Linked DNA regions of Sus scrofa: region 2 is linked to region 1. The links are chromatin contacts, called in public HiChIP or PLAC-seq maps. All regions are on one chromosome and are shown on one strand. Each heading gives the region's core, a stretch centred on a gene start, on an enhancer-like site or on the middle of the called end of the contact. The rest is flanking DNA. Distances are from core to core; before and after follow the strand shown.

Region 1 (3,468 bases), core at 634-3,133:
AATGAGTGTTTGATTACAATCTTTAGACGCCTTCAGCACTGAAAAGATTATTATACCACATATTTACATATGTAATTAAATCAAAATATAATAAACTGTAAAGTAATGGTAAGGAAGTTGGAAAAGTTGCTCTTTTAAAAAAATTAACTAAAAGTTAAATAATAACATAGCAATATATTTCCTTAACATATCAAATGCATACTTTTCATAAAATTTTAGGTCTATATTGAGGGGTTTCTAATTTTGGCCTGCCTTTTATATTCAGATTGTATTATAGTATAATCTATCAGTGCGTATTAAAGAGGGCCAAGATGAAACCCAGGATTATGCAAAAGGCGCTGGCCAAGAATTTTCGTAGTCCAGCCATATAGGGATAGGTAAAGGGGGCCAAGAGAGAGCCAGAATAGGTGTAATTTGTACATTCTTTCAAATAAAAATCTAATATTTATTGATAGTTTATTATGTGCTCAACTTTGTATGTATTCTTATTTTTTTACTCACTGTAGCCCAAATCAGTGTTGTGTGGAATCTCATACTGAAATGAATATACTGAGGCTTAGAGATACGTTGCAAAAGGCTCTACAAAAAGAGGTTGGCTAACATTCTTAACCTCTATGCTGTATTTTTAGATGACAGTTTGGTATTATATATTTTTTTAATTAAAATCTTATGTACTATTTGTCTAGCACTTCTAAGATTTAAAGACATAAAAATGGATAAGTACAAAATATATCTACAAGGTTTTAGAAACTTTTATAGTATTGAAATTATTTTTATTGTATCAAGTATAGTTGATTTACAATGATTTATAATGTACCAATTTCTGCTGTACAGCAAAGTGACTCAATTATATATATGTATATTCTTTATATTATTTTCTATCATGGTCCATCCCATGAGACTGGATATACTTATGTGTGCTCTACAGTAGGACTTTGTTTATCCTTTCTAAATGTAATAGTTTGCATCTACCTATCCCATATCCCCAGTCCATCCCTCTCTTTCACTTTGCATGAAAATCTCTAGTTGCACCCATGTTGCTGCAATTGAAATTCTTAATATTACAGAATCAGGCTTCCACAGAAGTTTATTTACTATGAGCCTGCTTGGGAGTCTCCAAAAGAATGGGAAGCTGTTTCAGTGAGGATCAAGTTAAGAAGGAAGGGGAAAGAAGCATTGCTACTGTCCTGCTTTAGCAGATCTGTTCCAGATGCCATCACAACTCTAGCAGATGTTACCTCTGTTGTAATGAACAACCTCCTGTAACATTTTCTTTCTGTACTTAATTCAAAGCCCCAGGTTCTAAATCCCAGGAGAGAGTCTCCAACTGACCATATTTAGGTCAGATGGCAATACCTGGCTGTTGAACCAGGAGAGATGATTTCTATTCTATAGCCTCTGTAAAAAAAGACAGTCTCCTAGAATTTTTTCCCCCTAAGACTTAAAACAATGGAGAAGAGTAATTTTGCTAATTGGAAATTAGAGTACTACTGGGGAGAGAGAAAGAAGCTGGGAAGACCAAAAATAATAAAGGGACAAATGGACACAGACTACTTTAAAATGGAAATATCCAGTAATGGAAAATTGATGGATTAATTTTATCAATTTAATAGAAAACAAATGAGCGATTAAAAATGAAGTAGTGGAAGACTATTTCTTAACATTGAAGGATAACCATGATATACTGATAAATTAAAATTAAATGAAAATAAAAGCAGTATGGAATATATGAATCCTTTCTTGTAAATATACACACAAAGTCACAAATATGCATTACTTTATGAGGAATTAGGAAACAATAATTCTGAGTGCAGCTAAGTACTTTCCTAACGCTGCTTGGCTGCCTTTTCTTGTTAACAATTTCTACTTCCTTTTCTCATGACGTCTTTACTAGGTCTCCCAACACTTATCAGTTCCAGTTAATCTGTGGTGGAGAGAAGGGGTGTGTGTGTGTGTGTGTGTGTGTGTGTGTGTGTGTGTGTGTGTGTGTCTTCTAGAATTATAACTTTTATCTTCCCTTTGTCATTTGTTTTGTGTATTTATGTGCCTGAGTAAATAGGTAAAGAGGCTGATTTAGGTCATGTAGACTGTGCCAGGAAATCATTTGAGAATCATTAAATAAGAATGATCATTGTCTGATTTGAAATAATTGGGAAATTTGGGTGGTTCTAATTTCTTTGTTTACTTCATGAATTTGCATTATTTTCTCTATGAGGGAGAAGCAATCATACTGTTCATTGAACTTAAAGAAGTACTAAGAAAATGAATAAGAACATCTGTAAAATATGTTATGTGTTTTAGGCAAATTTTATTATAAAAGCATTAGATAGTAATGATTAACATTGCTAATTTTCCAGCATCTAATTTATAGCCATTGTGTTTGAAATACCTATTTGTTTTGAAAACATATCTGAAAAGAGTTTGAGACACAATCTGACAATTCATGTGAAATCATGCTGATGTTTGGTGAATGGTTCTTCTAAGGCAGTCCAACCTATTAACCACTGCAATGTCTCATCATCTAAATGTCACCCCCACCATGCTGACATGTGATTTGTAGTTGTCTAGGTGTATGATTAGTGTAAAGAATTATTTGTTTGGAGTAAATGTAAATTTGAGCCTTCTTGCTCTCCCTGGTCAGCTGAGAATGATCTAATTCACACACAGACTTCCTTAGTTAGTGCACCATAAGTTGTTCCAGAAGTTATAGCTAAGCAGATTTTGAAGTAGAGCATGATGTTAATGAGGTCAGGAAGATGGACTTTATAGTCCGGTTTGCTTTGTCATGTTCCTATTCCAAGTGCCTTAACTCCATATAATTATTTGTCACATATATAGTTATTCTATACTATATAGGGTTGAAGTTTACCTATGGATTAGAGGAAATCAAGTACCTACAACGGAAGTAAGCAAGATGCATATTATCTTCTTTATGTGAAGTGCAAAGCATTTTATGAAACAAACCATTCAATAATTTTGAAAAAATTATTTTCTTACAAAATATAATGTTGACTAAGAAATGACAATTTAAACAATTTCACTTTTAAACATATTAGGAAACACTTAATGATCAAAAATCTAGGAGTGCTGAAATCTCACTTGGGCCATATATTACTTATCTGCTTGGAAGTAAGACAGAGTCAACATCTCAGAAAAATTGCTCTTTTCTCCTTTGTAATTTGATTTCACACCCTCCCTAATAACACATCGCAGGAGAATAAAATCATGTTAATGTTTTGAAAATTTGTAATTAAAATAGCAAGGACAAATGAGATTGATTTCCACTCATTTTTGGTATATTTCACATAGTGTTTTCAGTCTATTTTTTAAAAAAGGGGCATCTTTTAGGAACACTGTGAAATAAAATCACAGAACACATATGTTATATACTTGAAACAATTAGATGGATTAAGCAGGGCACTGAAGCAATAATGTGTAACTATATGTTTCTTTTCCATCTGCATAAAT
Region 2 (3,468 bases), core at 315-2,814, 180 kb after region 1:
AAGAACTCTCTTCAGATTCTCTTTATCATTCATCTACTCCTTCATTCAAAAACTATTTATGTTTTTGATGTTCAAAGTGTTTCTTGAACACCTACCATATGAAAGGCAACAGATCATGTTCTAAAGGGTTTTGTTTGGTAGGAAATTGTATAGTAAAGAATCTTGGGACCAATATTCCACATAGGGAGAAAAACACAAATATGAAGACTGAAAGGAGTGCTGAACAAAAATCAGAAGAAGGAAAGTTTTTTTATTATTATTTTTTAAAAGTTAGTTAACTTTCAATATTGTTACTGGTTTCAAGTTTATGGCATAGTGGTTCAGGATTTTTTTGCCAATTTTACACAAGGTTGGTTTTATTATGCCAATGGTTGACAGTATTAATCTGGACACTGTGAAATCCAGGGTAAAGTTGCCCCTACCTAGTAACTGAGGAAGCCCTTTTGCAAACCCTCACTGCATTCTTATCAAGATCTAACTTGAAGGACAAGTTGAAGTACCTTTTTTAAGTTGTGTAGATCTGAAAAATTTTATGCTGAAACCATCATCGCCCAAACTTGAGGGACAGGTTTTGCCAATTTAAAATACCTGTGGATCACCCAGAGGGCAATGTCTTATAGGAGAGAGCTGGGGTAGAGGTAAAGATGTGGGAGTAATGAACCAAGGCCTGAGTTGGGCTGGGATATTAACAGACCTTTGAGGATTAATGGTCAGATTGATCACTCCTTTGATTCTCTGTGCTTTGTCATCACGTGTCCTAAAAATAGTCTTTTTATGAAATTCTTTCAGTCTTGGCTAGATCTCTCCAAACTTCAGTCCAAAAGCTAACGGTATCCCTTTACCCACAAGCAGCAGACACACCAGCTTTGTGAGGGTCATCAGGAAAGATGATGGCCATCCATCTTTGTAGGAATATTTTTCCTGTCATATGTATTTGGAATTTAGCTAGGCAGGAGCAAATTCCAAGTTCCCATAATCCATTCAGTCTGAGCCACATATGTCTTAATATCCAAATCCATTGCCTTGAGTCTCATGATTTTACTATATGAGTTTAGATAAATCTCTTTGGATTGCAAAACTTGTGCTCTTTAAAACAGATTCTACCTCTTTTGAGTATAGACAGAAATGGTGCCTGGTCTAGAGTCAACCATTACAAAAGGTGGTCTTGAAATAAGAAAGATAGGAAACAGATATCTTTTGTATTTGTTATCATTTGAACCATAGTACTCTTTGAATCAACTTATTACCTCAACAGTTCCTTTTTTTGCTACCAAAGAGACTAATTCTGGGTAACACAAACCTTGTGTGCAATTGAGCCCCATGTGTTTGAATCAGGACAGAGGCACATTATTCAAACAGTCTCCTGCTCCATCTGGGTAAAGCTTTGGCTAAATTAATACAATCAGGTGTCAGACCTACACAAAACTGGTAAATATGTGTGACTAGTTACTGTGGTGAAAGGAACACAATTAGTTTCTGAGCTGAGCTTTACAGACATCTGGACCAAGACTGAAAGAGTTTCATAAGATCATGATTGGAGACTGGTTATTTTTAGAATGCATATGGTCACAACATTCTCTAGGGACTCTGTTCTGTTTTACTAGAATACAGGTCATCCATCTTTGCTTGTAATGAATCAGTTTAGAGTTGGAGATCTTAGTTTTCCTACAATGAATACTTTGAAAAAGATTTTGAGCTAAAACTTCTTTTGAATCCCTAATAAGATAAAAGAGTTAACACAGTTCTCCTTGGGTAACCTGCTTCCTACAAGAGGGGATGGGGGGTCAAGCACATTAAGTGCATGTATCAAGTGTGATTATCTGAAGGAAAGGGATTACTCAAACAGGGCAGCATCTACTTAATTAGAATAATACGTCTGTTCCCTGGGTGTTGCTTAGTTGTAGATGACTACTGAACTGGTTAAGCAATTTTTAGTACAGCTCGTACCAGACTCAAAGCAGCTGCTTTCAATTCTGACTTCTGCTTACATAAGCAGACTGTCATGTACTTTGGATTTCAGACCCTAAGTTCTTTATTCCTGGAGGGACAAGTAAAAGAAAGACTATAAACAGCTTTATTTTTAGGACTACATCTGTGTGTGTGTGTGTGTGTGTGTGTGTGTGTGTGTGTAAGAGATACTCAGAACTACAAAAGGAAAATACCATTTCTGAGAGTCAATAAAATAATTCTGTCTACTCCATTAATTTGACACTTGCCATAAATACCAGGTAAAGCTTGCTCCTGTTAGCCTTCATTATCCCCTAAGTCAAGCACTAATCATTATTCTTATCTTTCATTCACCAGGGAGTTGGTGCCTTAATTTAATTTTCACCCTTAGCAATTTTGGGAAAAATAAAAAAAAAATGAAATGTAGACAAATCATTATGACTGGGCCAGTAGAAACTAAAGAATATGTCCAAGTTGTGTTATTTTTCACATAGATAAGAGTAGACTCTAGGAGCAAAGTATTGTCACATAACTATGCAACAAGGTCAGATTAGGGAAAAATGAAAAACAATTAGAAATGAAGAGAGGATGCCATTTAAAAGAACTGAGAAATGTTGGATATCAACTGCCATATTTCTAGTCTCATGCAGTGGTTATAGTCAACTGTCCTTTGGGGTTGAGTCTAATATGTGCCTGTTTCTTGCATTATTGGTTTTTAAATCTTACTTTCAAATCACAAAGTCAAAAGGAAAAATGAAGTGAATATGTCAGGAGTTGTTGTTGCCGAGCTAATGGAAATGTGAAAGGTGTTTCTGCACAGAGAATATTGATTGACAGTAAATGATGGTGTAAATCCCATGGTGAATTTTTAAGACTGAAGAGCTGATGAGATCTGACCTTTGATTTGCAAATGAATAAATTGAGGTCCCAAATGGTAAACTGACTTGTCTAGGGTCATACATACAGTGCTTTACCTTGATTAAATGCTAGTCATTTTTCCATACTAATATATTCCTTTGGAATTGTATAATTCATTCAGTCATGCATTCAGAGTTTATTCAACAAACATTTATTGAGCATCTATTATGTACTAGATACTCTTCTAGATTCAGAAAAGAATTACAAATGGTTCTTCTCTCAAATATCCATTCACCAGTGACTGCTGATCTCAAGATCCTGTTGGATTTCATGATTTTCCTAATTTTGAAGATTAAATGAGCTAGCCTTTATAAAATCCTTGCACACACAGTTACAAATACATTGAGGATACTTACAGACATTATTTCTCATTTGATTAATTAGTCATTAATGGTTACACAGAGTTCTGATATTGAGAAAAGCGTTGAACTTAAGTGAATACACATATTTGTATATATATGTATAACTTATTAAAACAGGCTAACACAATTTCTATTTTATTCAACTCATTCTCTTGCAAGAATGAAGATTATTCACTTGCACAACTAAAATGATTTTACTGATATTGAAATACAGTAATTGCAAGAATGGCACATCCAAACT

What was found. HiChIP or PLAC-seq counts read pairs in DNA pulled down with a chosen protein or histone mark.
Region 2: a contact with region 1 is called in an H3K27ac HiChIP or PLAC-seq map of alveolar macrophages. The contact joins two enhancer-like sites. A contact is called at or near these places in 1 of 47 Hi-C or Micro-C datasets (embryonic fibroblasts) and 1 of 2 datasets of contacts at active chromatin or transcription factors (alveolar macrophages).

Annotation. Positions count from the first base shown.
Region 1 is chr13:179,357,113-179,360,580 of Sscrofa11.1, forward strand. The region is part of intron 1 of LOC102161811 (a long non-coding RNA gene); the gene reads left to right. Among named protein-coding and RNA genes, the nearest start is that of HSPA13, 38 kb to the left of the region's middle. Within about 2 kb of position 1,884, at least 4 of the 83 cell types and tissues checked have an H3K27ac peak or open chromatin away from gene starts, as enhancers often do. A contact at or near this core is called in alveolar macrophages, where this site is marked.
Region 2 is chr13:179,541,202-179,544,669 of Sscrofa11.1, forward strand. No RefSeq gene overlaps it. Among named protein-coding and RNA genes, the nearest start is that of SAMSN1, 34 kb to the left of the region's middle. Within about 2 kb of position 1,565, at least 24 of the 83 cell types and tissues checked have an H3K27ac peak or open chromatin away from gene starts, as enhancers often do. A contact at or near this core is called in alveolar macrophages, where this site is marked.